Linked DNA regions of Mus musculus: all the other regions are linked to region 1. Evidence: chromatin contacts called from public HiChIP or PLAC-seq and promoter capture Hi-C data. All regions are on one chromosome and are shown on one strand. Each heading gives the region's core, a stretch centred on a gene start, on an enhancer-like site or on the middle of the called end of the contact. The rest is flanking DNA. Distances are from core to core; before and after follow the strand shown.

What was found. Promoter capture Hi-C pulls out the DNA fragments that hold promoters and counts their contacts. HiChIP or PLAC-seq counts read pairs in DNA pulled down with a chosen protein or histone mark.
Region 2: a contact with region 1 is called in an H3K27ac HiChIP or PLAC-seq map of embryonic stem cells, with 8 times the contacts expected there. The contact joins the promoter of L3mbtl3 here to the promoter of Akap7 in region 1. A contact is called at or near these places in 2 of 39 promoter capture datasets (the HPC-7 cell line and pre-B cells), 7 of 115 datasets of contacts at active chromatin or transcription factors (the 230-238 cell line, embryonic hindbrain, embryonic stem cells and 3 more) and 2 of 9 other capture datasets (adipose tissue and liver).
Region 3: a promoter capture Hi-C map of pre-B cells shows a contact between it and region 1, with 4 times the contacts expected there. The contact joins the enhancer-like site here to the promoter of Akap7 in region 1. A contact is called at or near these places in 4 of 39 promoter capture datasets (the C10 cell line, hippocampal neurons, pre-B cells and 1 more) and 1 of 9 other capture datasets (adipose tissue).
Region 4: a promoter capture Hi-C map of liver shows a contact between it and region 1, with 3 times the contacts expected there. The contact joins the promoter of Stx7 here to the promoter of Akap7 in region 1. A contact is called at or near these places in 4 of 39 promoter capture datasets (hippocampal neurons, liver and pre-B cells).
Region 5: a contact with region 1 is called in a promoter capture Hi-C map of liver, with 6 times the contacts expected there. The contact joins the promoter of Arhgap18 here to the promoter of Akap7 in region 1. A contact is called at or near these places in 8 of 39 promoter capture datasets (the C10 cell line, the HPC-7 cell line, the SN4741 cell line and 4 more) and 1 of 115 datasets of contacts at active chromatin or transcription factors (pancreatic cancer cells).
Region 6: a contact with region 1 is called in a promoter capture Hi-C map of hippocampal neurons, with 5 times the contacts expected there. The contact joins the enhancer-like site here to the promoter of Akap7 in region 1. A contact is called at or near these places in 7 of 39 promoter capture datasets (the 3T3-L1 cell line, 3T3-L1-derived adipocytes, cranial neural crest and 4 more), 2 of 115 datasets of contacts at active chromatin or transcription factors (large pre-B cells and pro-B cells) and 1 of 9 other capture datasets (liver).
Region 7: a promoter capture Hi-C map of liver shows a contact between it and region 1, with 2.6 times the contacts expected there. The contact joins the enhancer-like site here to the promoter of Akap7 in region 1. A contact is called at or near these places in 2 of 39 promoter capture datasets (frontonasal cranial neural crest and liver) and 1 of 9 other capture datasets (liver).

What each region holds. Positions count from the first base shown.
Region 1 is chr10:25,295,081-25,299,267 of GRCm38.p6, reverse strand. Akap7 (A kinase (PRKA) anchor protein 7) reads left to right here and starts at 2,189. Exons shown (of 8, transcript NM_001379238.1): 1 at 2,189-2,340. It overlaps Gm40617 (predicted gene, 40617), which reads right to left and starts at 659. Exons shown (of 6, transcript NR_166644.1): 1 at 451-659; 2 at 53-150.
Region 2 is chr10:26,371,713-26,375,818 of GRCm38.p6, reverse strand. It overlaps L3mbtl3 (L3MBTL3 histone methyl-lysine binding protein), which reads left to right and starts at 1,747. Exons shown (of 22, transcript NM_001359254.1): 1 at 1,747-2,118.
Region 3 is chr10:26,797,009-26,801,232 of GRCm38.p6, reverse strand. The region is part of intron 1 of Arhgap18 (Rho GTPase activating protein 18); the gene reads right to left. Among named protein-coding and RNA genes, the nearest start is that of Arhgap18, 27 kb to the right of the region's middle. Within about 2 kb of position 1,487, at least 226 of the 459 cell types and tissues checked have an H3K27ac peak or open chromatin away from gene starts, as enhancers often do. A contact at or near this core is called in adipose tissue and pre-B cells, where this site is marked.
Region 4 is chr10:24,146,961-24,150,930 of GRCm38.p6, reverse strand. Stx7 (syntaxin 7) reads right to left here and starts at 1,642. Exons shown (of 10, transcript NM_001358563.1): 1 at 1,523-1,642.
Region 5 is chr10:26,770,535-26,774,882 of GRCm38.p6, reverse strand. It overlaps Arhgap18 (Rho GTPase activating protein 18), which reads right to left and starts at 2,371. Exons shown (of 15, transcript NM_176837.2): 1 at 2,187-2,371. The coding sequence starts at 2,299.
Region 6 is chr10:26,888,556-26,892,708 of GRCm38.p6, reverse strand. It overlaps Arhgap18 (Rho GTPase activating protein 18), which reads right to left. Exons shown (of 15, transcript NM_176837.2): 12 at 2,837-2,977. Among named protein-coding and RNA genes, the nearest start is that of Gm30534, 75 kb to the left of the region's middle. Within about 2 kb of position 1,963, at least 14 of the 459 cell types and tissues checked have an H3K27ac peak or open chromatin away from gene starts, as enhancers often do.
Region 7 is chr10:26,847,906-26,851,882 of GRCm38.p6, reverse strand. It overlaps Arhgap18 (Rho GTPase activating protein 18), which reads right to left. Exons shown (of 15, transcript NM_176837.2): 3 at 1,773-2,008. Among named protein-coding and RNA genes, the nearest start is that of Arhgap18, 77 kb to the right of the region's middle. Within about 2 kb of position 1,857, at least 10 of the 459 cell types and tissues checked have an H3K27ac peak or open chromatin away from gene starts, as enhancers often do. A contact at or near this core is called in liver, where this site is marked.

The DNA of each region.
Region 1 (4,187 bases), core at 940-3,439:
GTTATGATTGGCTAAAATAGTTTAAAAACCCCAGTCTGGCACCGCGACTCACTCACTCCCAGAGTCCTACGGAGATGCCGTCTCGCTGAGAGACCAATCCGCAGACCCGGATGCCCTGAGCCTGCACCTCGAACCCAACTCCAGCAGGACCTGAAAAACAGGAGACTTCGTGAACCTTACTTGACCAACCACCATCAAGCCAGGCTATCACATCGGGCCAGACCGGAGGTGTGTGAATGAGTGCGATCCCATTTCACCATTTACTTGTTTATTGCTACTTCCCAATACATAAGCTATTATAACCTAACCTCCAAGTCCGAGGTTTCCTTCTCGCCTCTGTCCTCAGTTCACGACAGTTCGCAACAGTTTTGTGACGCTAAACAACCACAGCATGTATGTAGAGCAACTAGCCCAGACCCATGCAGGATCTGTGAGCCTCTATGAACCAACCCTGCTTAGTTGATTCTGTGGGTCATGTTCTCCTGGTGTCCTCCACCTCACTGGCAGAATCCTCCAATTCTTTCTTCCCCTTTTCCTCAGGGCTCCCCAAACTCTGAGGGGGAGAGACTGGAAGGAGACTTCCAAGTAGAGAGCTTTCAGCTCAAGTTTGGTGTGGGTCTCTGCATCAGCTCCCATCAGCTGCCAAAGGCAGCCTCTCTGATGACGATTGGGCTAGGCACTGATCTATGAGTACAGCGGAATATCATTAGGAACCATTTGCGATTTTCTTTTTCTTATCAAAGGTCTCTGGGCTGTCCAGCCTCTGGTTCCTGGTCATGCTGTAGTATCAAGCATGGGCTTCCTTTTGTGGCGTGAGCTTCAGACTAGAGCAGTCACTGGTTGGCCACTCTCCCAAGATCTTTGCCTCCTTTGCCCCAGCACATTATTTCAGACAGGGTAGATTGTAGGTGAAAGGTTTGGGGGCTGGGTTGGTGTTCTGGTTCCTCCACTGAAGTTATATCCCAAGGCTAAGGATTACACCACAGATGTGTGGTTAAAATAGAAACACAGCGCTTTGGTTTTGTTTTGTTTTTAAAAGGAGGGAAATCCAGGAGTGGGCTCTTGAGCTGAAGGAAGACACCTCGCCCCCAAGCATCAGACCACACATGAGGTGCAGAACCCACGTCTCCCAGGTCTGTAGCGTCCTTTGTGAAGCCCGAGGAGGGGGGAGTGGGGGTAGTGCTCTACTCTTTGCAAACTGGCTGTCAACCTTGCTGTGTCAGTGCACTGCTCCTACTCCCCAGTTACATAAATACACCTTTAAAACAGAGTGGGGAGTAATCCTTACAAAGAGAAATGTATAGTCTACTTCCAGCAGGAAAAGGGAGGGCAAAGAGTTGTTTCTCTGTCTACTGCGTAAAGTAATCCTTATGCTTAAACGTCTTATCTGTACCCTGTCCAGTCCAGCTAGCATCGGCTGGCCTTTGAGGATCCTCTTGCCGCAAGCTCCCTTACTTATTTTTCGTTCTTTCTCTGTGATTAGATAGCCTGCTCCTTTAAAAAGACCGTTTTCCGTGAAGATCCACAAAAAGGGGCTAAGCAGGGAATTCTTCAAAGTTCCCTACCAGCTTTAAGGGCTACAGCTGTGGAGAAGAGACACACCACCATATTTTCTTAAATTAAAATTACATTCCCCAACAAACCAGCAGTAATACCACCATTTGCCCCCAGCCCGGAAAAAAACAGTAGCATTCTTTTCTACAAGACATATTCATATTTTAACTATTAAAAAAAATAGTTTTCTCTTATTTTATTCAGATACTGAGGAGCCTTGCCTGCAAAAAATTTGTAGATGATTTCATTTAACAATTCCAACTTTTAGCTCTTAAACTGCTGTTGAAAATGCTACTTTTGGGGGGGGGGTAATGGCAAGTAAATAAAAGCATCTCATTATAGCGACGTTCAAGGTCTCGCTATTGTATTGTACATTTTGCTCAGCCCGCCTATTTTGCAATCAGATCTGTGTTTCCAAAGCTCCACGCTAAAGCAAACACACGGGTTCTCAAGGGACAGCGGGCCAAGGAATGCTCTCTGGATCCCTGGCTCGCCCCTCCGAGCGTGGGACGGGAAGGGCCGCGCCGCAGGAAATAACCGAGGGCGGCCAGAGGTCGGAGCCCGAGCCCAGCACGGCCCCGGGGACCGCCCCGATCCGGGTATCCACGCCTCGCCGGGCCGGCCCCTTCCGGCTCCTCCTGAAGCGGCGGGTGCCGGGGATGCTGCGACTCGCGGGGCGTTGCGCCTCCGCAGGCCTGGCCGCCGCGGCCCGCGCCCCCGCCGTCCCGCGCGCCCCGGGCCCGCGCCTCCGTCTCTGCGCCGCGACCATGGAGCGCCCCGCCGTGGGTGAGAGCGCTCCGCCCTGCGCGCCCCGGGGCGGCCTCTGCCGTGGGGCGTGCTCGCCCGCCCCGCTCCGCCTCCCAGGCCGCCCGCAGCCCCACGCCCCTCGCGATCGACCCTCCCCCTACACCCTGGGCATCCCGGTCCAGCCCGGTAGTCCGGGCAGTTTGGTTGCATCCGTGGGTCTCCGTGCACCACTCCACTCCTCGAACCGAAAGGGGTGTACACACAAGTTGTTGTTTCTCTTACCTCTTCCTATCTTGTGACCCATGACCCAGAGTTTTGCAGCACATCCTTTCCTACTGTGTTGGGGAGGTTAACAAAATCAAGGGGGGAAAAAAAAAACTCCGTTTTATTTACCTAATTATTTTTTAAAATGGCAAATAGAAGCCTCTGAACACTGTCTTGTCTCATTTAGGGTTTTACTCGAGGCTTGGCAAGGCACACTTTAAAACGGGCGCCAATCTGCTGGCGCCCAGGATGTACTTCAGCTTGGGTCAACTTTCGTTGTATGCTGAACCTGGGTAGGAATTAGAGGTTGGACTCGGAGGGAAAGGGACTGGGAAGTAAGGGGAAAAAGGTGTTCTACAAGAACACCTACATGTATACAAAGCGTAAGAATATTAAAATAGGCAGTCCAAGCATGCTATGTAAATACTTTATATGTATGTAAATATAAATCAGGTGAATAATGTACATGCGTTTATAAATTTCATGTGAATGCAATTACTCGTATCACGTGAGGAGATGCCCAGAGTGTCCCTGCTTGAGATGTTTTTATAAGGTTACAGGAGTGTGGGTAATAGGCAGAAGGGAATAGGGTAATAGTTGGAAAGAGAGGACTCTTCTCACCTTTTTACACCGTGTGGCTTTGCAGTTTGGGATGCTGTTAGCGCATCGTTTCCCTATAGTGACAAAGCTTATGGCACTTGTCCAGTTTACTGGGTCCTTCCATTCATGTAGTGTCGATTTGTCAATTTCTCCTTAATAATTTGGATTGCTCCCTCTTCATGAGGCGCAAATGGAAGCACACTGGGTAAGTGGCCTGGTTGGCATGAAGTTTAAACATTTCTGGAGACCTACTCTGCTGTTTTACGTAGCTAGTCGAAGTAGATAGACCGTAATGAATGACAGGCCCATTCCATAGCTGTTTACAGTGCTGGGGAACCAGAAGAGAGTCTTGCCCAATGAAGGTGTGTTTTGTTGTTCAGATAGGAAACTTACTTTGTAGGACTTGGGCAGTCTGTCTGTCTGTCTGTCTGTCTTTTTTGTTTTCTGTTTGCTTGGCTTTGGTAGTGTTTGCTGAAGTGTCCCTGTGATCTGAGGATTTGAATGCATTTACTTTCTTGGCTTGAGAAGATTCTTTACATACATTCATGGTTTTTCTTACAAAAGCAATATTCACTTTAGAAACAACCTAGTACAGTGGTTGGAAAGTATTTGGCATTCAGAAACACTTCAGCTTTTATTCTTCCTTTCCTACCCGTACGTCTTGGGAACATGCAGTTTTCTAGCTACTTTTTGACTTATGCTTGTTTTTGTAACACTGGGGATAAAGCCTAGGGCTTTGTGTATGCTAAGTCAGCATGACCTTGACTGCGTATCTGCTTGTTAGAGAGTCGCCTTTCCCCCTGTTGTTAGACTCCTCATACCGGTGGTTTTCAGTCACCAGAATGATCATGCACTGTTTAGTTGTTTCTCTGTTAGACATTTAAATTAGTTCCCCTTTTCTCTTTGCTTCAAGCAAGGTTGCGAGGAGGCCTGTTTGAGTGTATGTGAGAGGAACCCAGATTTCAGTAAGACATTTAGGCCATCTTCCGTGCTTCTCACCTGTTGACCCATTGCTTCCTGCC
Region 2 (4,106 bases), core at 498-2,997, 1.1 Mb before region 1:
AAGTTCTGAGACCTAGAGAGGGAAGGAAGCGCACCCTCGTCTTGGGAAAGAGATCAGGGGAGGGGAAGGAAAGAAGGGGTTTCTCCCCCACTTCTCTGCGCCTCTGGGAAAGAGGAGAAAACTTAATCCCGGGGAAAAAAAGTGGGCAAGTGACTCGGAAGCGGCTGGAGGGGGAGTCTGTGGGCATCTCACTCTGAAGTAGTGAGTGCGAGTGCGAAAGAGGAACAAAAGAGCGAGAAAAGAGAAAGGAAAAAATGGGGGGAGGAGAGACTTGTATTTTTTCCTCCTTTGCGCGCACACGGGGAAGGGTGTGGGGGGCCGTGCGGAAGGGAGCGGGCCAAGGCGGCCGCGTTCGGCCGTCGCCCGCGCGCAGGCAGCGGGATGCGTGTGGGCCCCCTCCCCCCGCCCGGAGCTTGTCACTTTGGTCGCTTTTTTGACACCGGGTGCTGGGTGGCGGCGCTGGGGGGGGGGGGGGGAGCGCGGCACCGCGGGGCTGCGAGTCCGGGGCGGCGGTGGGGGGGAAACGCGGCGGAGCCGCAGCCTCCCCGGGGGCGCCGAGCGCGGTCGGCCTGAGCCTAAGGGGGGGAGGGGGCGGCTTCGGGAGGGGACCGCGGGCACGATCGGTGCGGCGGCGGGAGGACGCGAGCCCCGGCGCGCCGCCCCTGCGGCCCCCTCCGCCCGTGTGGCCTTTGTGCCGAGCGCGCACCGGGTGAGCGAGCGGGCGGGCGGGCGAGCGAGCGGGCGGGCGGGCGAGCGCGACAAGTCCAAGTACGGGAGACCGAGGCAGTGGGAAAAGAGGCCGGGCCACTTTGCTCGCCAGCCAGCTCGGCTGCGGAGAACCGACTGGTTGAATGTGGCAGAGGCGCGTCTCGCTGGCGCGGCCGTGTGTGTGTGTGTGTGTGTGTGTGTGTGTGTGTGTGTATGTGTGTGAGTGTGTATGTGTGTGTGTGTGTATGTGTGTGTGAGTGTGTGTCTCTGTGGCTGTGTGTGTCTGTGTATGTGTCGGTGAGTGTGTGTCGGTGTGAGTGTGAGCGCGCGCCGAGAGGCCTCCCTCCGCGACTCGCACCGCGCACACGCACCCGCACCCGCACGCACACCCGAGCCGCGGCGGGGCCGGCGGCCGAGAGTTTGCGTGTGTGCTCTCCCCGCTCGCCACCTCCCCGCTCCCCGCCGCCGACTGTGGGAGAATTTCCTAGAGATCGCCTCCAATTTCCGCCATTTTGGGAAAGTTGCACGGAAAAAAAAAAAGAAGAAGAAGAAGAAGAAAGAAATAAAGCCTCCGCTGGATTTTTTTTTTTTTTTTCCTCCTGCTGGAAGCAGGAAAGTGCTTTTAGGGAACGCGGCGGCGCGGGCTCGACACTGCCGTCCCCGCGGGGTGGAGGACGCGGGGCCGGGCCGGGCACCCGCACCGTCGCGGCGATCTTCTCCGCGCAGCGCCGCCGGTGCGGGCGCGGGCGTGCGAGCGAGGCGAGGCGAGGCGGTGGCGGGCTGCGGCGGGGGCCGTGGAGCCTGCAACTTGTTTACCGCCGCCCCGGGTGGCCGAGGCCGGCGGCCGGGGTCCGCCTCGCCACCCGTGCGTGCGCCGATCTGCGCTCATGGGCTACTGTCTGGTCCACGCTCGCGTCCTGGGCCCGGCGGGGCCGGCCTCGCGCAGCGGCGGCGGGGCGGGGGAAGTAGAGGCCGGCGGGGGTGGGGATCGGGAAGCGCAGGAGCGGAGGCATCCGCCGCGCGCCCCGCCAGCCAGCCAGCCGCCGGCCGGAGGAGGAGGCAAACTTGAGAGCGGCGGGGCCAGGGGCGCACTGGCGGAGGGAAAACTTTAATCGCCTTCTTGGGAGAATAGAAAAAGGGAAAAAGAGAAAAGGAAAAAAAAATCCAAAAGGCAAAAAAGTGCATGTGTGTGGGGGTTTCTAGGACCCGAACCTCACGATCGGATCTGATCCGATCACGGCCCACCGCGGGGCCGTGAGAGAAAGTTGACCAGCGTGGCGGCTTTCTTCGCGTCCGGCCGTGGTGTCTGTCTGTCCGTCCGCGCTCCGACCAAACGGGTGGGAGATCCAGCCGCACTGCCGGGTCGCGTGGGTCAGGGCTCTTGCCCCACCCTTCCACGGGGACACGAAGGTAAACTCGCTTTGGTTTTTCCTTCTCTGTCCTCCTGCAGCCACCGCCCAGCTTCCTTTTCCTCTCCTTTCCCCGCTGATTTATTTTTCTTCTTTTTTTTGTTTTTTTAGGGGGGGGGGACCCGAAAAACGGAGTCTCTTTCCTTATGCAACTTTCTCGGGCGCAGTTTGCTGGGCCCATCCCCCCCGCCTTCTGCATCCCTTGGCCCGCTCCTTTGCCACCTTGGGGCTACCGCCAAAAGCATGCATTTAAGATCATCCAAAGTGCCCAGGAACAAAAATAGATGTTAAAGAATTGTTCTAAGTTAAGGGAAACTGAGACGAGAAATAAGAAACCGGTTTGAGTGTGTGTGTGTGTGGGGGGGGGGGGGAGGTGCGTCGCCTGGGATGAGTGAGTTGAATTTTCATTTCAATTTTCGTAGGTGGTTGGTTATGATGCCTTTATTGGTGTGGGGAGCCCGGGAAGCTCTGTACTGGCTACCTCGGTTGCGTGGATTTTTGCGCAAGTTTTTAGAAAAACACTGACTCGAGTAGAGAGCCGGAAAGTTTCAAGTGCAGCAAAATAGTGAGCCTGCAAAACTGGCCAAGGGGGGACCTCTAGTGGTTAAACGCATCTTAAGTTCGAGAGACAAGACCAAAGTTTGGCCTTTACTTGTAGCTACATGCAGTCCGTTTAGACGTGGAAGTAATTAGAAGACCTGAGTTGCAGCCAGATGTGAGAAAGGATGCTAGTCCGAAATAGAAGTTTTGTAAATCAGAGAACAATGACGTCTAAGCTTGCGGACCCTGTGATTTCCATCCTTTCTTGCATACAGTAAGAAAACCAAAGCTTTTTATTCTGAGATTTGAGATTGACACTCCCTAGATAAGAAAGTTTGTCTTCTGTTTACCATCATCTGTACCTCCGTTTTTTTTTTTTTTTATTTCCCCTCTTACGACTCATAGCAGGTAGCTTAATTCGGAATGTTAAGGAAAAGTCAAAATGAAACCTGTGCTTAGCACTTTGCAAAAAACTGAAAAAAAAACAAACCTGAAATTAGCTTTTATATGAACTGATCATTTTGTATGTGTCTCTGATGCATATAATCTCAGGCTAACAAATTATTCAACAATTTACGTATAAACTTACATAATATATACTCATAAAATACATAGTATCTTCTCGTAACGGTGTAATTTTGATTCACTGAGTAAAAACATTTATTTCAGTATACTTTGTATAATTTACGATTTAAACCACTTTATATATGCATGGGTTACATAACTATTTCCCAGTGTGTATTCTGTATTTAAAAAAAAAACATTGAATTTTAAGGATAAAAACAGGAGGGATTAAGGTTGTATAGAATCATTCTTGTAATTACCACCTGTCCGTCACAGTGAAAGAGACAGGGTCCATCCATCTATGTAGCTCAGGCTGGAGTTGAATTTGTATTTCCCTCCTGGTGCTTGGGTAACAGTCTTATTTACAATGGGAATTTTTATTATGTGGTTTAGAGTACGGGAATGATGTGAGTGATTAAAATTAATTTCACCTTACATGTACCTAGTTAATTTGAATACACAGTGCAGTGTGGTGTGATGGGTGTTGAGTTTGAATTGTATATTATGGATGCGAGGGCTTTATGAGAGTGCTTTGAGGGTGTTTGTTTGTTTGTTTGTTTGTTTTCCTTTTCCTCCAATATAATCAATGCTAGATCCTTAAAAGAAGTCTTGGGGGTACACAGCAGTTCTGAAGGTCACCAGACAGATGTCTTTCACTGGACACTTGGTTTCCAGTGCAGCTGGAAATTAAAGAGAGTGTGTGACAGGGTTAGTAGAAAGGAAAACAACAACAAAACTTAAGTTTGTGGGAACTGCTTTGAATGTTTGAACAAGTAGACAGTAGGCGTGCTTGAAAAGGTGAAAGAAGCATTGGGCAAAAAGGAGTGTCCCGTAGCGTATGTGTGCCTTTGGTATGGTTGCATGGGAGGCCAGAGACCAGCTTGA
Region 3 (4,224 bases), core at 238-2,737, 1.5 Mb before region 1:
AGGACTGTGGAAGGACTTTGGAACTTTGGGCTAGAAAATCCATTCAGTATTAAGAGCTCTGTGGGATGTTGTGTAGAAGCTTGGAAGATGAGTACAAGGAAAACTATTCCAAAGGATGAGAAAAATTATCCCAGAGCATCACCTCACACACTGATGTCTGTACATACATGTGTGCTTGTGTGTGTGTGTGCTCATACACACACACACACACAGAGAGAAAACAACCTGCTCAAAGATTCTATAAGTTTATATTCTAGAACAGATATAATACTGGTCACACGTACCTGAAAAGAAGTAAAGAAACTAAATGGGACACACACACAAACCAAGTCTGACTTTTTAAAATTCATTCACGTAATATATTTTTATCAAAGAACATTCCCAAAGAAGTACATTGTCTTCAAAGGACATTCTTAGATAATACAATCTCACAGAAAGCTCTATTTCTCTCCTGCTCGTCTTTCATTTTTATGCTATACTTTGAAATAGTTTTCTCGGACTTACATACTTCAAGAAAATTATATTATTATAGTGGTTGAGATTAAACCGCAGACTTTCTACATCAAAACATAAAGCACACCTCAGTTATATCTCCACCCAGAAAAGTGTTCTTTCTCTGGACTGTGGACTAAAGGTAACAAACACAGCATTGCAATCTATTTAACTGACCAAATAAAGCCCCCCTGGAAGAAATTAAGGAAAACCAACCTGCTCTTTTCATTAGTCCCATTTCCTTAAAATTTCTGTTGTGAAATAATTTGTGCCGGGTGCTATCACATAAGTGTGTAATCACGGTACTCCAGAGGCAGAAAGAGTACAAATCTGAGATTAACCTGGGCTACAAAGTGAGACCCCGTCTAAAGGAGGAAGAGGAAAGAGAAGAAGCTATTAATTAACAAATTACCTCAAGCATAAACCAGTATGATGTCTTTCATATTTTTATTAGTGTGAATTATAGAGCAATATGATAGGTAGGAAGAGAGAAAGCCCTAATGGGTCATAAAGTCGTGAAGGATAGAGGCTGGAAATGTTAGAGGCTCTCCTACGTCACAGTACTCCATTTACCTCTAACAACCCAGTAAGGAAGAAGCACATGGTGAACATGGTAAACGAGAACACCACGAGGGAATCACAACGGATGGAAAGAAAGCTGGCCAAGAGTGCAGGGCCGCTCTCACTGGAGACTGTCACACAAACACTGAGAAACCAGCAATGATGACTACTTTCTGTCCTTGGGGTGTTGAAGATGGAAGCCAGGCCTCTGCGCATGCGCAGCAAGCAGGCCTCGACAGTGTTGAGATGAGTGCAGTAAGGCCAAGCTGTGGTGCAGCACTTGAAAACAAAGGAAGGCTGGGCAGGAAAAAAAAAAAAATCAAAAAAACAAAGCCAAGAAGAAAAAAACCACGTAGCTCAGTAACAGCCCCCTGGAGCAGGCCTGAGACACAAGTCCGGGATGACTCAGATGCCAGGAGTGACAAGCCAGCAATGGGACTGCAGGGGTCAAGGGGAAGTAGGAAAGGAAATGATGTTGTGGTGGCTTAGCAACATACACATCCTGACATATCTGTGGTTTCCCTAGCAGAAAATGCCTGCTGAGACATTCTGCATTCTGCAGCTGGGTTAAAATTTAACTGCAAGTGTAACAACAGTAGATAAGCTATAGAAACTTCAATGTTAAGATAGCATGTCTAAGAACGTGTGTGTGCGCGGAATAAAAACTAAAAATCAAGACAGAAAAACACAACCCCCAAAGGAAAAATACCAAGGTTAGCTCTGAAGTTGTGCTGTAAATGACCTGCGCTTCCTCTTCGGGCTGTTTTCAAATGTTTGATAATGAGAGTATCACCCAATACCACAGCTGAGGATGAGTGCCATGTGGTACCTTATTAGCTTCACGGAGGCGAACACACACACACACACACACACACACACACACACACACACACAGAGTCACTTACTAGCTTCACAGAGGCACACACTCAGACACACACTCCACTGGCTTCATGCTCACACTGGAGTGAGTTCGCTGAGTCTTCACAGCATTTGACACTCTTGGGGCCATCAAAGTCATGGTGCTTTGCCACTTGATGAGTCGCAATATTACTCACAGGTCAGACAGATTGACCGTACTATAGCCAAGCCACAAAGGTCATAAGGCTCTAGCTCAAAACACAAGTTATAACCTGAAGCTTGACCCCGCCCTTTCCTAGTGAAATTTCCCCTATGATCTCTGACGAGTCCTCTTAAATTACAGAAGCTATCAGCACTAAAATGTCTACCGTACTAAATATAGCTCTTCATGGTCATAAACGTGCACTGTGGACAAAGTAAGCAGGGAGCTGCTGTCTCTGCACAGGGTTCTGACCCTTCCACCTGGAGGCCGAAACAGGGTGACCTCAAGTTTAAGCCTAACCTTGTACCAAGTCAAAAGGAGTTAATAAACTCTTGTAGCCAAAACAAAACAACATACCCTGGGTGTGTTGCTTACTTTTTTTTTTTCTTTCTAATCACTGTAACAAAATATCTGAAGGAAAAACCATAAAGGGGGAGGGGTTGATGTGGGCCTGTGCTTTCAGAGAGAATTCAGTCTGTCTTGGTGGGGAACGTCTGGTGGCTCGAAGACCTTTCTCCACAGGCAAAAGTAAGCAGTAGCAGTTTTACACAAGGTGACAGAAGGATAATCGAGTCCCTATTCAAGAGGTGGTTTAGTGGTTAAGAGCACTGGCTGCTCATTTAGAGGTCCTGGGTTGGAGTCCTAACACGTGTACACACACACACACGTACACACACACACACACACACACAAAACCATATATAACTCTAGTTCCAAGGGATCCAATACGCACTCTGACCTGTGCTGAAAAGATAGCAGTAAAATTAAAAAGCAGGTTCTTGATGTAACAGTCGAACCGTGGCTATGTCCAACATCCACTAGTATGATGGCCTCGCCTCCTAACTCAGGGTGACCTCACCTCTATAACTCCCTAAAACGGTGCCCCAAGTTAGCAACCAAGTATTTACACACGTGAGCCTCTGTGGGCCAATTCAGGTTTAAATCATGGCCTAATGGGCAAGGTCACTGATATACAGAACAGAACCAGCTGTTCCTCAAGCTCAGGCTATAGACAGGGGACATAGAACGGTTAAGTGAAACTAGAGTTTGAAATTCAGCTTTACTACCCTGACCTGTCACCTTGAGTTGAGTTCCTTAGGTCTTGTGCCTTGGCTTCACAGGTCGTAAAATAAAAGCTGTGATTATGGTATTATATGGTTACAAACCTGAAGGTTCTGGAAGCTGTCAGCCCATCATTCCTCTAAAAACTACAGGCAGGTGACAGAACCATGAAGAAATTAGCATTGTCTAAAAGCGAAGGGGATTCTGGGAAAACCTCTAACAGGTGCCAGTGTAATTTAGTAGGGAACTTCCAGCCTGGCATTTTCCTGGCGCTGTGATGTTGCCATCGTTATGGTGTATGAAGCACATCTCAAACAGCGTGCACATACAGACCACTGCAGAGCACACAAGACAGTGGCAGGCAAACAGAAGTTGCTGGGTGAAGATCGGTAATTAGATACTTTCCAAAGACCAAGCAAGCACAGTCTTCTAAAATGCCCACTCAAATGTGACCCGGAACTGTACGAACTCTTAGAGATCACTTGAGAGCTTTTTCCAAACTCAGCATAGACAAGATCACTTGTTGCTTTCCAACTTCCTCTATTCCTTCACCCTTGACCGCGATGAAGATTAGTGCAGATAATTCTACAGTTCCTCAACATTACACCGTCCCAGGAGTAAGAGGTCTAGCTAGGTTTTTACTTTTTGTTCCTCCATTTTGGCCCTGTGCCACATTCTTCTCACCGCTAGAAAAGGAGGAACATTTCTGTATTCATAACCCTCATGAGCTACAAAACATCTTAAAGTCCCTAATATAAGAAGAAATGTCTGCTCTGGGTGCATGTGTCTCCATTGGTATTTTATGGAGCTCATGATAACCAGATTTCTTTCAAGGTCACCTGACTGTGTCCTCAGGTCACCTCTCTGGATATCAGGGTCATTCACTATGCAATAAGTACTAACAGTGCCCTACTGCGGATGGCCTACCATTCCATCTCCCTTGGACATATGCTCATATCTAACTGAGCTGTTCATCTTAGCCTTTACACAAAGCTCCTGTGCACACACATGTAATCCTAAGAGGGGCCTGGAGATGCAGCCCCCAACCT
Region 4 (3,970 bases), core at 393-2,892, 1.1 Mb after region 1:
CTAGCTCTTTGTCTCAGTAAGGTGTTATCACACACTAAAGATGCCAGGTCTGAAATGAGAAGTCTCTATCAATGTAACTTCTACTTCAAGCGATGCATCATACTTAGAAGATGGGAGCATTCACACTCTTTGTTTTCAATTCCTAAAACAAACAGGAGAGGAATCATAGGAGACAATCAATCATGAGGGTGCTCAATCTTCCATATGAGTATTCGGTCCACAAGTGCATCTTTGCCCAGCTCCTTCATCAATCCAAACGCTACACTGTTTGGTTTCAGCTTAATTAACCAAGATTTTTTTTCCTCCACAGTTTCACACATTAATATTTCAAGTTACACTGAACCAGAGAAAAATCCACACAGACTTAACTGTGGGAGTTTTATCTAGCAGTACTAGTAGACATAGAGGTAATATTTCCCTGCAGTACTGGGGACTGAACCAGGGCCTTGTGCACACACCATTTAGTGGCATATAGCTCAACATAATTATTCATAATTTTCCACCAGCAGCGTATGGATGAACTTGGGATAATAATCAGAATTAGAAACGACTGTTAATCAGGAGCAGCATAAGAAGTGAGCTAGCTGAAGGAAAAGAACCCAGAGGTCAGTGAGTTAATACTGTGTTCTATTAACTTCCCCAGACACTGGGAAACTACAGCCTCGTTCTTAACTAGTCACAAGCCTGGGGGCCAACTTCGAAAGCAGCTTGCAAAGCCGAAGACCCATCGGCACCACAAGGCACAATTTAACAGTGTTATCAATCTCTGTTCACTGCGGCTCAGAGTACACCTAAAAGAAATGCCTACCTCCAACAGGACCAAACCAGTGTTTCACAGTTAATTCCTTTTATTTTCCTGATTGTGGAAAACTTGTAAATAATAATTCCTGACAAAATACGAGATCTGACGCAATCAAAAATTGATATATGCATATAAAATGCAAGCAAAATTTTAACAGCTATAAGGAAAAATTAGCATTTGACTGTAAAGCTTCCTTCCTCTTCCCACCCTCGTCCAAGCTTTTTTTTTTTTTTTGGTCTGAATTTAACCTAGAAAACACATATGCGAATTCTCGAAATACCTTGTTACCTTGTTATGTGTCTTGCATAAATCAATTGAAACGAGCACAAGGTAGGTCAAAGAAAGTTAGCTTGTGTGAGTAAGGCCAACAGCCAAGCAAAGGCCCTGGGCCGCGGAACGAACCTGTGGCCAGATGACCAGGGCCCATCGCGTTTCCCTTTCTGTTCTTCGGAGGAGAAGTTGACAGAGAATGGGAACACGGTCGTAGCCTGCCAGGATCTGGCGGTAGTATCCGGTCCCCAAGGCTCCATTGCCGCGCGCCCCGGTGCTCGCACGTCGCGTCCCGGAGTCCGGAGCGGGGCGTGGGAGCCCGAGAGGGAGGCGCCGGCCCTGCGCCCTGGGGAGCCCCGCTCTGCGCACCCCAAAGCAACCACTAGCGAGCTGCAGTTCTGAGGTGTCCCTCCCGCCCCCCTCTCCCCCGCCTCTGCAGTCTCCTCTTACCCTGACCTCGCCGGCTTCCTCGGCCACCTCCAGCCGCTGTCACCCGGGGGCCCACTGCCTGGCGCAGCCGGTCTCAGCTGATGGGCGGCGGCACAAGCACGCCCACTGCGCATGCTCGGGGCACAGCCCCAGGAAGGAGGAGGCGGGGCTTGCGTCTCTCCCATTGGCCAGTGACAGCTGAAGCTTGGAGGGACTGGCAAAATTGCTGGGGAGCCAAGCTCTGATGGGTGACAAAGTGATGTCTATGGGCAACAGAAGAGGAAGCAATACAATAGAGAAGAGCTGGGTTCTTTATTCGGAGGCGCCAGACTCCCTGGACTGAGGGAGCACTCTCAGCTTTTAAAGGTTCTGTTTCCTAACCCTCAGCTCTGTGGTAGACTTGACAACTCCATTTTTAAAATGTCACTGCAAAAATGTCAAGGCAATCCTAGCTAAAGCCCCGGAAGGATAAATGAAAGATAATCTCCTAATGCCCACTTGATAAAGATGTTTTCCTGGCTCATAGTTGGTATCGCATCCTTGAAATACAGGATGTGGTTTTCCCAGGCTTTAAGAGCACACACTGTTCCAACAATAACTCTTCAAGCATGTGACCTCTCGGATGAGAAACATCAGTTGTTCATGTGAAAGAAATACTTTGCCAAATTAATTAGAATAGATTGCCTTGGATTTGCCTATAATTAAGATGGTGTTATTTCTGGAAAGAGCATGAAAACACATGATACCAAAAGTTCGATAGACTTCAAGTGGAGGTAGGGGGAATCCATACTATTGTGAATCAGAACCACAGAGCAAACTGTATGTTGGTTGGTTTTACACCTGCAAGCATACGTAGATGACTTAGGTCAGACTCAAACACAGCGTCTTCTCAGTAGGATCCACCCAGTGGATCAAAGAACATGTACTCATTTAAAGTCATGTGATTCAGCTCGGGCCATGGTGAACTGTTGAGGTTTGCTGTTTTGTCCAGCACTGGAAATTGAACCAAGGTCCTTGGACATGAGAGGCCTTCACTCTGTCCTCTATCTCCAGTGGTTTTTGTTGTTGTTGTTGTTGTTTTTGAAACAAAGTCTACACAGGTTACCCAGATATTAACCTTGAACTCACTCTGTAATCCAGGTAGACCTTGAACTTGCAACCTGCCTCATCGTTCAGAGTACAGACCTGTATCATTGTCCCGGGTTGTTTGTGGTTTTGTTTTGAGGAATGAGGGATCAAACCCAAGGCCTCACATTTCAGGTAGTTGATCTACCCCTGAGTTCTACCTATCATCTCCACTGTGAACTTTTAGAAGTATTAGTCCATCATAGTGACATTGTATGTTTTCCAAGATACAGAGGAAATTCAAGTTTTTCTTTGAAATCTCTCCCTTTTTCAAAATTGTTTTATTTTTAAAAATCATTCTTTGACAAGGCAATAACCTCTAATAGAAAGTCATGTTAGCTGTTAAAGCTACAGAGTCCCTTTTAGAAAATCTGGTTCTGTTTCCTCATAATACAGATTAAGGAACCTGAAACACCAAACACTTCTAAGTCACACAGGTAATTAGGAACAACAAAGCCTTAAGTGTCCTGTCCAGACTCTTGAATCCTTCCTGCCACCGGATCCAGACAACTAATATCTGCTGAGAGTCTATTCTGAAGCAACTATCAAGCCTTGCACTACAGATTTCAAATTGAGTAGAATATGGTGTTTTCCTATCTGGCAGTGGTACCCTCCACATGACACCACATGCTGAGATGGAGATTTATACAGAGCCTAGCGGTAACCCAAAAGATGACTGCCTCGCTGTAGTGTCAGTAGTGGTTTTTGAAGTAAAAACAGGAACGAAATTTTTAAAAGTTATATAAAAGTTTCACTGGAAGACAACATGGAAAGGAACATCTCAGCCAAAGAAGAAGTGTGCATGTTTATTTTCATGTGTATAATTTATAATGTGTAAATGTTTACTTTATTTGGATAAAGCATGTTGCGTGAACTCAAAAGTCAAGACCCTAAAAATGCAAATGAGATTCTTAAAGCAAATAGCCTCTGTCCCACGTTAAATGACTGATGGGAGTTGAGCTACTACAAGATATTGAGGAAAGGTACTAAGTTCTCTTACTCCCTGCCACATAGGAAAGTCTGGGAGAAGAAAATTAAAGGGAAATACTACAAAGAAGAAAGGCAATAATGTAACAATATCATGCCCATAATGTAACAATACCGTGCCCATAATGTAACAATACTATACCCATAATGTAACAATAGCAGGCCTCCATAAAAAACTTCATCAGGGCTGGAGAGGTTGAAGGGCCCCACTAAGGCAAATAAGATGGAGAAGGGGTGAGGTTAATGTGACAAATATTTAAGAAGACTTGTACAACAGCTGGGTATGGAGAGCTAAAGAGAGGATTTGTGACATGGACCTGATATCTAGCGTGCTTTCCATACGCCCTTCCCTACCAC
Region 5 (4,348 bases), core at 1,122-3,621, 1.5 Mb before region 1:
CTTTGATAAACAAGGTCAGAATTTTGAGCTACCTCCCGCTACTTTTAAATAGATATGAGGACATGCAGGATCTAATTAGCCTCTTTATATGAGTTTCACTTCAGTTTTGTTTACAAAATAGGCATCAACAATCACTGAAATCTTGGAGCAACTTCGTAATGCTTAAACTACCAGCCAGCCAATCCACACATAGCCCCATCCATTATGGCCATCCTTAGGAGGTCACTACTAGCCCTATCTGTTCCACTGCTCAAATCCCCCCTCACTCCAGGAAGCCTTACTTCATGCCAACTCCAGTATCTTAACCTCTTCCAGGCTAAACAAGGAACCTCCCAAAGTTACACTGTGCTAGCTGATATGTTACTAAGCTTCAGGGTAAAAATTAATGAAGACTGCTTCCCCCTCCCCTCCTGCCTCAAACCAGTCTTTGACCTTCTCCCCACACCCCAGCATCACTACCTATCCCTCATGAAAAGGCAGTCCCAGAAAATGGTTGGTGAGCATTTTGGCGGCTAGCTGAAAGGTCTTTTACAGCCCATCTAGAGATGTGTCCTGACACATATCCAAGGCCTACTGCTCACCCTGTTTTCTCTGCCCACCTTGGCTCTGCTTCTGCAATAGCTGGAAACAACACAATACACACATTTGTTCCACCTGCTCAAGTCTAAACCTCCCACAACAAACTACAAACTTGCAAAGATGGATGGGAAAGAATGGCTACAGTTTCATGCACAAGCTTCCCCTAAGAGACTTTGCTACACCTGAGCGGGATTTCTGGAGTTTGAGTCTGAACAGTGGGATGAAGGTTGGGACCCAAAGTCCCAGCGCTTTTAATTCACTCTCACAACGGAGACCCAAGACTCAGCTCAGTCCTCAAGCCCACCCAGCCTGAAGCCAGTGACAAATGAAGAACTTGGGAGCTCACAGTTTGGGCTATTTTAACTGTCAGAAGGAAGACAAGCTAGGGCTGCTTACTGTTGGTTTGCTGTTGCTGGCTGCTTGCTGCTAAAAGATGAATATTTTACTGTCCTGCAGAAGCATGCATGGAAACGCTTGATAAATCTCAAAGGAAACAAAATGGTTACATGTGTAGCCCCAAAGCAACCACTCCCTTTGAACTTTGGAAATGAGTTTATCCAATGGCCTCCATACAGAGGGCAACAAGTAAGAAGCAAAGTTCCCCAGGCAAGGTCTAACCTTTCCTTTGATTTTTCACACGCCCCACGCGGTTAAGGATTTGGGAAACCAATGAAAGAAGGCATTCTTTTCTTTGGAAGGCACAGGCGTGAAGTACCCAGGAACAATAAAGTGTTCATTATCACCTTTAATATCAAGATGGAATTGGACTTACTGATAACTTTTTTTTTTCAATCTTCCAGGCCAATGTTTGCAATTTCTATCTAAGACTGGAGATTACTGGTTTCAGCTAGGGAGAAGGTCATTAAGGCGAGAAAGGAAGAGGCAGGGGAAAAACCAACCTTGAAAAACAGAACAAAGTACACAGAGAGGCAGAGAGGACTCTGCGACTCAATGGTCTATAGAACGTTTGCCCTATCTGCCTATAAAGTGATTTTACATTAACCACGCTCCTTCTACCAACAGAGTACTTACTGCCTGCTGACAAAAACTCCCCTTTGAAATCCCAAGAGTGCAGGGAGGGGTGTGTTTGGCTGTGCGAGTAATCTACACACACTGAAGAATGCGAACAGCACAGCCACAGGCCACTGACTTGGGCATTTTGCCCAAGCGGTCTGCTTTCAGAGAGAGGAGGAGGGTGCCACTCTCAAAACAGCAAGAAGAGTGACCAGCCTCCCTGCTATTTGGCAGACTTTCCCAGCTAACAGTTCCAGCGGCGTTTTGAGCCCATTCAAGAATTCCATCTCCCAGAGAGTGTTTCCGATACAGTCATTTGATCAGTCAGTATTTGCACATGCACCTGCTAAGCAACTGGTCGGAGCGCCACAGAGTCACCTCCCACACACCCCCGCCCCCGACTCCCCCCATCCTCCACTGGTAACCAGAAGGGCTCTTGCACTCGAGTAAATGAGATGCAAAGAACTAGCCAACCGCCTATGTTGCAGCGTCAGGTCAGGCTTCAAGTACAGAGGTGATTCTCTCCGCTCTTGACAACTTCCCTGTCACTTTGTTCCTTGGGCAGGTAGAGGGTTTTTGTTTTTCCTCCTTACCTGGAGGTGGCTTCGTCGCCTCCCTTTACATGGCTGTCCCCAGCGACCTGGTCCTTGCCGCTGGGGTGGTAAGCAGTTAGCACAACTCCCGAGGAACTCGATAGCCAGTTCATGGTGAGAGAAGGGGCATAATTTCTGGGATTCTGACACAGAGGGGAATGAAGTTCCTGTCTCGCCTGACCAACTTGCTCATTAGCAAGGGCCAGCCCCTCCCCTGTCCGGGCCAGCGATTCACAGGGAGAGAGGCGTGGCCTCTCCCGCAGAGCTTCCTGGCCCTGCAGTTACAGGCTGTGTGTGACTCACAGCTTTGTTTAAACCCGGCAATCCCAGGCTGCAGCAGCCGCCGCTGCAGCAGCAGCAGTTGTTAAGGGGGCCTGAGGAAACCGTGGTTAGGACAGAGTCTTTTCCCTTCCCCATGTGTTACTACTACCTGATTATTTCTGCTGCTTCGCATCACTCAAGGAAGGCATTCCTTAACCCCTTCAGGCATTCGACATTCACCACAGCCAAACCAAGAAGCCCAATCAAAGGTCACAATGCCATCTGGCCCACCAGAAAGGCTTTGCTTTCCGCTACAAAATATACTGTGTTATTGTGTGCCCTGCAATATCAAGCACACCTTTTTTTTTTTTTTTTTTTTTTTTTTTTTTTTTTTTTTTTTTTAATCAAACACTATTTGGGAAAAATAAACTTTAAACTGTCTACCTAATGCCTGTTAAAAGTTAACAGTCAGCTGGGCTTGGTAGCGCAGGCCTTTAATCCCAGCAGAGGCAGGCAGATTTTTGAGTTCGAGGCCAGCCTGGTCTACAGAGTTTTAGGACAGCCAGGGCTATACAGAGAAACCCTGTCTCGAAAAACCAAAAAAAAAAAAAAAAAGTTAATAGTCAAAATAAGAAGTTCCAACATTTGCTGAGAACCTATTACTTTCCAGTGGTGGGGTTGGGGGTATGCCCAAGAATACTCCAGCTTGTGCCAGACACAGATACACACACACACACACACACACACACACACACACACACACACAGAGAGAGAGAGAGAGAGAGAGAGAGAGAGAGAGAGAGAGAGAGAATATTATTAGAAAGAGTATAGCCAGTGGACAGGTGAAATATCTTGACCAAAATAAGATAGTAAGTGCCAGGAGATGCCCACCTAGATACCGCCTTGTTTAGTCAACTGAAAAAAGCAAGTTCAAACATCAGTTTTAAAAAATCATTTTCTGGGTTTCCTAGTCCTAAAAATTAAAAACAAAAATTCTTGCTCTTTGATATATGTGACAATCTCAATTGAAACATTTTGCTTGATATATATTTTATTATTTTACACACACACACACACAGAGACACACACACAACACACATTTAGATGAAATAGCCCTGGCTGGCCTGGAACTTTCTGTGTAGACCAGGCTGGTCTCAAACCATAGATTTTCCTATTTCTGTCCCCAAGTGCTATTCTTAGAACCATACCTTGCTGCTGCTGCTGCTGCTGCTGCTGCTGCTGTTGTTGTTGGGCTGGTTACTGATTTGCATGTTTGTGTGTCCCTCCAAGTGTTTGCTACAAATGTTCTGGTGCCCCAGAGGCTAGGGGAGACTGTCTGATTCCTCAGAGATGGAGTTATAAAGAAGTTGAAAGCTGCCCATCATAGTGCTAGGAACCAAATTCAGGTCATCTGGAAAAATAGCATATGCTTTTAACTACTGAGCCATCTTTCTAGCCCTGACTTTAGCCTTGAACTTGCTACCCAGTTGAGAACATTAAATTTGGGGATTCTCTGGACAAGTATATGCCAGTAGTCCTGCCAATTGCAACTGTGACTGTCAGTCTGTATGGGAGTGGGTGGGGAGACTGAACCCAGGCAAGGAAGCAACCAAAGGGTCTGAATCCCCAGTCACTAACTGAAATTCTTGCTTACCTTTGTGGTCACTCTTGGTTAACCGAGATAAAACTCCTCGATGCTTCTGATTTTGCCATTCTACACATATCTGGTTTATATTTTTCATTATTTAAGACTGAGAGATAACGTCATTCATATTTAAAATACCCATTGTCAGCTGGGTATGGTGATACATACCTTTAATCCCAGCACTGGGAGGCAAAGGCAGGTGCATCCAAGTTCAAGACCAGTCTGGGCCACACAGAGACCCTGTCTCAAAACAAAC
Region 6 (4,153 bases), core at 714-3,213, 1.6 Mb before region 1:
CATGGATTGGAGAGAATTTAGAGGTAAGATGAAATTATGGTAAACTCAATGAAATAAACACTTTGTTTGCTATATTCACAATATTTTGTACTAACACCAAAGAGGGTTGCTGGTGATCCAGCTCAGTGGGTAGTGTGTTTAGCATGAACAAATCCACTGGGCACTGCATAGAAGCTGGACATGGTAGTATTTATCTGCAATATAGCTCTCTGGGGTTGAGGCAGGATGGTCAGAAGTTCCAATTTGTCTTTTGTTATTTGTGAGTTTCAGTCCATCCTGGACCATAGTTGGGTCTCCTACATGATCACATATTCTCTCTCTTCCTACCTCCTTCATTCCGTCCTCCCTCCCCTGCATCCTTCCTATATAAACATACACACACACACACACACACACACACATTAAAAGCATGGCCTACAACACAGTAAAATACTATATAATCTGTTTATACTTTTATTTATTTATTTTGTATTTACTTTGCTTAAAAATGTTCACTTCCATGGTTAATAGAGATGGTCTATTTTGTCCAGTAATGTCTGTCTGTCTTTCTTTCTTTCTTTCTTTCTTTCTTTCTTTCTTTCTTTCTTTCTTTCTTTCTTGTTTGTTTTTTAGATAGGGTTTCTCTCTATAGCCCTGGCTATCCTGGAACTTACTTTGTGGACCAGGTTGGCCTCGAACTCAGAAATCCTCCTGCCTCTGCCTCCCAAGTGCTTTGATTAAAGGTGTGCTCCACCACCGCCATACCATTTAGGGCCTGGGCTGAACATTAAGATGATTTAGCTGAAGAATCAAGGAAGAAAAGTGATAAAATACAAGGCAGTGGGGGTGAGGTGGCTTACACTGCACTCAAAGGGATCGGCTGCAGGGCCAGCCATTTGCTGGACAGTAGCAACCTCCTACTGGTCACAAAACCTAGCCTAAAACTTCCAGTTTTGATTTTTCAGTTCTAGCACTAGAGGATGCATGGATGGATGGATGCTTTCACAAAAAAAATCATCTATACACAAGTAAATTTCATTTTGTGCATTTGTTTGCTCATTTATAATTTTTTCCTATGTATACGATTCTAAGATACCAACTTGATTCTTTGATGCCAACCTGAAAGGTAAATTTCTGGAATTGAATTTAAAAATTTCAATCTAAAAGATAGTCCAAACTGGCCCCAGGTGTGGGGCTGCGACCCTAGGAATGCCCTCTGCAGTCAGTCTACACTTCTTTCTTCTTGCAGAGATGATTTGTTTTCACAAATAAGCTTGAGCCCCTCTGAAGCCTCCTGATGCCTGCTTCCTAGTATGCAGTACCTGGCGCAGGCTTCCTTCACACACACACACACACACACACACACACACACACACACACACACATACACACACAAGTTAGTCTGAGCTGCCTACTTCTGTATAGGGTGGGAAAGCAAGCATCCAGCTTTGGGCCTCTTTGAATAAGCTAATGGGTGATTAGGACTTGGTATCTTGGATCAACAGAATTTGGCTAAATATCTGAATTTTTTTCAGAAAAGGAAAGGGCACTTAATTTGGCCTCAATTTGAACAGCCAGGACTACAATGCCAGTCCCCTCTTTACATTGTATTTGAGGTATCAGAGCACTCCAAAGTGAAAGAAAAATGACCTGTAACAATTCCTTTCTAGCCCTATTTTAAAATTAAGTTCTAAAACAACTATAAACAACATTGATAATTTCCCTTACTTCTATTTTGTATCGTTTAGAGATATTTACAATTGACTTTTAAAACATTTTTACATCTCTAAGAAAGTATTTTTAAGAGAGAGCTACAAATGGGTTCGGGCCAAATATATATATAATTTAGAGACCCCCCCTCCTTCATCCCCCAACCATAGCAGACCATAGGAGAAAAATTGGTCAAAGGCTGACAACTGCACTTTCATAGTTTTCCACAAGATGGCAGCATGCAACTGAGCAACTTCCGTTGGGGCGAGGGGTGTTTTCCCTTAAGCAGAACAATAGAAGGCCTCTCCCTCATTCTGAGAGCTGCCACCAGAGCATGGCTAACTCAATTCATAAATATATTTTCATGCATATTTCATTCTCGTAAACATGGTTCTTAATATATCCATCCCTACACTAGTTTGTAAATCTAGATCTTTTATCTTAATTTTCTTCTCTATAATGTAAGTTAAAATTCCTCTGATCAAATTACAAAGCTTAAATACTTTTCATGGATCTAGGATTGATCTTCTGCCTCAAGATACCCCCAATCCAGTCAAGTCTCTCTATGAATTCTTATGGATGAAGCTTAGTGGAGTGCTGAGGAATTTCACTCAGTAGTGGGCATCTGAATGATACAAAAGGAGTGTGTGTGTGTGTGTGTGTGTGTGTGTGTGTGTGTGTATGTGTGTGTGTGTGTATGTGTGTATGTGTGTGTGTGTGTATGGGTGTGTATGTGTGTATGTGTGTGTGTGTGTATGTGTGTGTGTGTATGTGTGTGTGTATGTGTGTGTGTGTGTGTGTGTGTATGTGTGTGTGTGTATGTGTGTGTGTATGTGTGTGTGTGTGTGTGTGTGTGTGTGTGTGTATGTGTATGTGTATGTGTGTGTGTGTGTGTGTGTGTGTGTGTGTGTGTGTGTTTCCCTGAAGGGGAAAATTGAGGGTAGTCTTCTCTTGACATTATTTCTTTGTTCACCATTACTAAACTCCACACTGAGTCCTAACACCTGACCAACTTTCAATATTGGTCATTAGAAGAAAAGAAACTGGTCTCCTTCATTTATATTCCTACCGAGGCACAGTAAACAGGAGAACATTGCAGTGGAAGGACTTAAATCACAATAATTATAAACCCTCAGGATTTGCTTACACCATTTGCAGTTTTATCTTGCTTTTCATGTTTTTCCCGGTCATAAGCCATTTTCTTCAGCAATTTCTTCATGGCTTTCCTTTCCTTCTTTTGATTCTCAATATTCTGTTTCCTCACTTGGATTACAATAAATTTAGGGATCTGTAAAAAAAGAGAAAAAAAGAAAAAAGAAAAAAGAAAACAAGAAACTTCAGCTGGAGGAAGAAAAATATACAGAACCTTTTAAAACAAAATACTTTAATCTTTTTTTCTTGCTTTTAATTTCAAGAGGATTAAAAGTTCTGTTTCTCCTGGCTAAGCCATTTAAATGTACCACTCATTAACTCTATGAAAAGAAATGAACCATGAACTCTCTTAGACCAGGAACAGGGCATCCACTTGGGGTAATTTACCACCCACTGTGGAAGGTTCCAAAAGAGACTTTGTGAAGTTCAAGGACATACTGGCCTCCCCACGCCATGGATGTCAACACAGGAGGAGATTCCCTGAGGAGACCTTTTGGAGGCCAGCACCTCCGCAGTCGTTCCTTAGCAACTACCTCTCTCCAGCTCCTATAAGCTAACCTACACGTCCCTTCCAACAAACCAGATGGCCTCTGCTGTCGGAGAATAAAGAAGTTTACCGATCAACAAAAGCCAAAAATTTGTCAGTGGTACTCCTAAAGACACACTATCCTTCTAAAGATAAGGAAAAACTTATTCTTAGAAATTCTATTAATAACCAAATGTTTTGGGTCATTAAAATGTAGCTGTAAAATAATGTTGTTCTTAAAAGAGAAAGACATGTTAACTGGGCATTACTTTAAATACCTTTAAATACCTGTGTCATTTGCCTTTTGATAGAATATAAGAAGCCTTGAGAATCTAGGGAGCATCATTTTATATTTTTTAAAAATATTGAGATTAGTAGAAGCTCACATTAAAGAATAAAATTGTTAATATAATTTGGCTTGGGATTTTTTTTTACTTCATTTTTCTAAATGTTTATAAGAAGGACTCTCTTTCTCTGAGATATATATATATATATGAATATAACTTTACCTGAAAAAGGAGACTGTAATCAACCAAATCTCTCATCAATACACATGTTGATTATCTGTCAAAGCTTAAGATCAACCTAAGAGTAAGGCAGGAAGCCGAGTTCAAGACCGAGCTCCGCCATCAGGATGCAGGATGAATGCTTATGGCCCCTTAAATAACAGGTCTCTGGATAATACGGTAATGAGGAGAAGCAAAGACAGTGTGAATGCTTTCAAACATGACAGCCTGAATCCCAGGCCAAGGGGAAGTGGCTGGCAGAATTATGGAAGAAAGGCTG
Region 7 (3,977 bases), core at 608-3,107, 1.6 Mb before region 1:
ACCAACTGATCATAAAAGCCACCAATGATCTTAGATTCTAAACCATGTGGGTTAAACTTTTCTTGGAATTTGCTGGGAAAGTAAAAGTTTCTTCTAGCACCAAGTAGCAACATCGTCCTCAAGACTAGCAGGGATCCCACACCATAGATTTTGCTAAGTCTGCCCATTCTTGCTTGTCACTTCCTCTGTGCTTTCTTAGTGGCCAGGGCTGGTCAGGAGGCAATGTTCTTTAATTTGGAAGGGATGTCTTATTGTTTATCCTTACTATTCCTTTTTCTATCATTGCAAACCTACTTCCATCCTTCAGCACTGGTAGATGTCCCAAACAACCACTGGATAGCAAACAAGGATGTAACTTACACAGTGCCTGGAGCAATCTAGTGACCCAGGAATTTCCCGTAAGTGGGTTGAATTTGATCTGCAGTTGGCCATGCAAGCAAAGTAACAGCCTGCAACTGAAAGGATTTTTGCAGAAAAGCAAAGTAATCACAAAAAGTAAAGGCTCTCTACATAACATTATCAAAAACAACAAAGTGACTTCTATATAAGCACCTCCATTCTGCTTTTTATGAAAAGCCATAACATTTTTACTGCCCTTTGCTTGTACTGTAAATCGATTCTCACGTTCAAACTGCTTACTATCAGAGTCATGTTTGAAAGTGGAAATGCTGCAGAAGAGAAAATGCTTTAAAGTCAGACAAAATTGGGCTTAGCATCTACAGGACATGGAGCAAGTTACTTAAAGTCTATGAACCTCAACCATAGGATGGCCATGATAGCACCTCACTCAGAAGATAGCTGTGGGGATTCAATTAACTCAAACAGGTAGAGCAGTTAGCTCAGTAGCCATGGTAGCAATTGCTACTGTTAATGTTGTCATTATTGAACCATTATTAAAGAATCCTTTCCAATGATTCTACTGAATATTCTAAACCAGAGCTGAGGGGGGCAGTAAGCAAAATCATCTGTGCTCTTAAAAATATCATTTAGTTCAGTGGATTTGTTCTTGTTGGTAGCAAAACCTGTTCGAAAAAAGTTCCATATGATGATTTCAATCCAATGCAAGCTCCTTATTTCCTTATAGATAAACTTTGGGTGCCCTATCAATGGACTATGTGCACAGCACTGTTCAGGGCCTCGCAGTTCTAGTACTTCTATTATCTCCTAAAGTCTCTTCATTTAACACTCTTCTATTTCCATCACAATCAGCATCATCCATGAAAACACTAACCATTTGGGTTGATGTTAATTCAGATCTATATGCCATATAAGGTGCAGGGGACTAAACACAAAGAGCATAATCCTTCACATCTCAAGGGCCCAGCTCCTGGGTTGCTATCACTTCCCTGATACTCCACTTCTACCTGGCTTTCAGTGAATTGGAAATTCAATGATTTCCTCAAGCAATAACTGATAAGGACTAAGTGCCCTGGATCCTGCTTTTCTATCAGAAACAACTGGCACCAAGCTGTGTAGACGGTCTTCTTCACGACTCTCTCCCACTCACTAGTGTGACAGGCACATCTACTCCAAGGACCCCATGCGCCCTAGTACAGAACTATTGCTAGGAATTTGAACTTGCTTAGGTATTTGTCTCTCTGGGGTAACTTCTAAAAGGGCGAAACTCAAGAACACTGGTTCACTGCCAACACAGTAACACTGGGTAGAGAACAGGTGCTCATAAAGTCTGTAATGACTTGATTTAAACTGGACTGGTCCAAAGGACTCTAAGCATTTCATCATTTGCTTTCATATCAAAAAAAAAATCTTACTTTTTCTTGTGCCTCTCTCTGTTGAGCAAATATGTCTCTGACGTCACGAATGTGGTGCTGTTTGTTTTTCTTCCTCAAGGTCTGGGAGACCGTTTCCACCCGTTTCTGAACAGCTGCTGCCTGAGTCCGGGTCAGTGTAGATAAAAACAGAATGCTTTCCTGCGGGTCATCAATAGACTCTCCAAAAAGATTGGATAGACCTGCTTCTTTGAGCCATTCTTCTTCCAGTTCTCCCTCTAAAATAAGTTTAAAAAAATAAGAAAGAAATGGTTTTGAAATCACAAAGAATAAAAACGTTAATATTTTTAGACTATCCGAAATCCTGACTGAAGTGCTTCTGTTATAACTAAGCCACGAACAGAACTGAGAATTATTATTCGAAACTTGGACAACTGCCATTCTCCCTGGCCATAGTGATAGCAAATTTTGGGTCAATTTCATATATACTTAATTAAAAATTCTAAAATTGTTTCACATGTAATTAACCTCTACAAGTTCCTGCATATTAACTAGGGAAGGCTGTCCCGTCGTCCTCCTAGAGGTGAGCAAGCATGGAGAAATAACACATCCCAGCGGAGGACGCAGAGGTTGGTGTCCCAAGCCTGCATGGAGGCAGGGTTTCTTGGCTTGAGTTCAAGGCTATCTTGGAGCCCAACACCTATTTCCAGAAGGGTTTGTTTTCTCAGTTCCATGTAGCTAATGAGACATATGGCAAGGTAGTGAAGAAAAAAAAAAAAAGTAACAGGGTATTTCAAATTAAAGTTTCTATTTTTTTTTCTCAAATGTGTGCATCAGATAATATAGATATTCAAGAATTTTTAAAGCACATTATTTTCAAAGAAAAAAAGAGAGAGAGTGTGTGTGCCTGAAAGCTAAATAGATAACGGAATCAAGTGAAAACAAAAAAAGTAGGAATTCAATTATAAATTATAGTTGCCTTCCATGTCTGTGGTCTCCACATATGAAGATTCAAGTAACCTAGATTCGATGTGCTGCTAAAAGTAGTGCCTGATCTGAACATAGGTATCAACTATTTTTCCATTTCTTCCTTCCTCCCTTTTCTTTCTTTCTTTCTTTCTTTCTTTCTTTCTTTCTTTCTTTCTTCCTTCCTTCCTTCCTTCCTTCCTTCCTTCCTTCCTCTCTTCCTTCCTTCCTTCCTTCCTTCCTTTCTTCATCTCTTCCTTCCTTCCTTTCTTTTTCTTTCTCTCTTCCTCTTTCTTTCTTTCTTTCTTTCTTTCTTTCTTTCTTTCTTTCTAGACAGAGTCTCACTATGTAGCTCAGGCAGAACTCTAAGTTTTGGAGCCCCCTGTTACAGACTCCTTTATGACCTACCTAAACACAATATCACAACTATCTATATAATAGTTTGCGCATGGCATCACACACTCTAAATGATATGTGATGGTTTCAAAATATAGGAGTACATAAATAGGTTGATGCAAATTCATACAACACATTTTAGTATCTATCTGTTGATTTGGATGCTCTAGGCTCTAGAGGTCCTGGAACCAATCATTTCCTGTATATCAAGTGATTCTACATTATCTAAGATCTAATGAAGCTTATAGAAAAACAGATGGAAAACTAGAATAGAGTCACCTCAAGTACCATGTTTAGAAAGAAATAAAAAAGGACAGGTAACAAAGGACACAAAAATGTCTATACCCCATTTCAGAACTGTCACTAAATATAATTCTGCCTTTTTTCGTATGAACTAAATGAGAGCTATCAGAGCTACTTCCTGACCAAATATCATGATATTTTGCAAATGTTCTCATCTGTGCCACTCATGACTGCTGTCTGTCCTTCTGCACTTGAGTAACTCCTTGAATGTAGAAATCAAGCATCAATAGCCTGGGCCTCAAAGAAAACAGCTGGGCATTGTGATTATTGATGAATAGACAGGCTAAACAATACTCCAGATGTGCCAACCCAGAGTGATGGTGAGGAAGGAGTTTGACATTGTCAGCACAAGGAAAACAATATTGTTATGCCCACTTAGTACATTGAAATTAGAAGGAAAACTCAAACTATTTAAAATCTAGGAAGAGGTGGGCACTGTGGTTCCTGCCTTTAATCCCAGCACAGGAGGTAAGGGCACATATATCTCTATAAGTGGGAGGCCAATCTGAGCTATATAGTGAGTTCAGGAGATCATCTCAAAGAAGGAGGGGGAGGAGGGGGAGGAAGAGGAGGAAGGAAAGG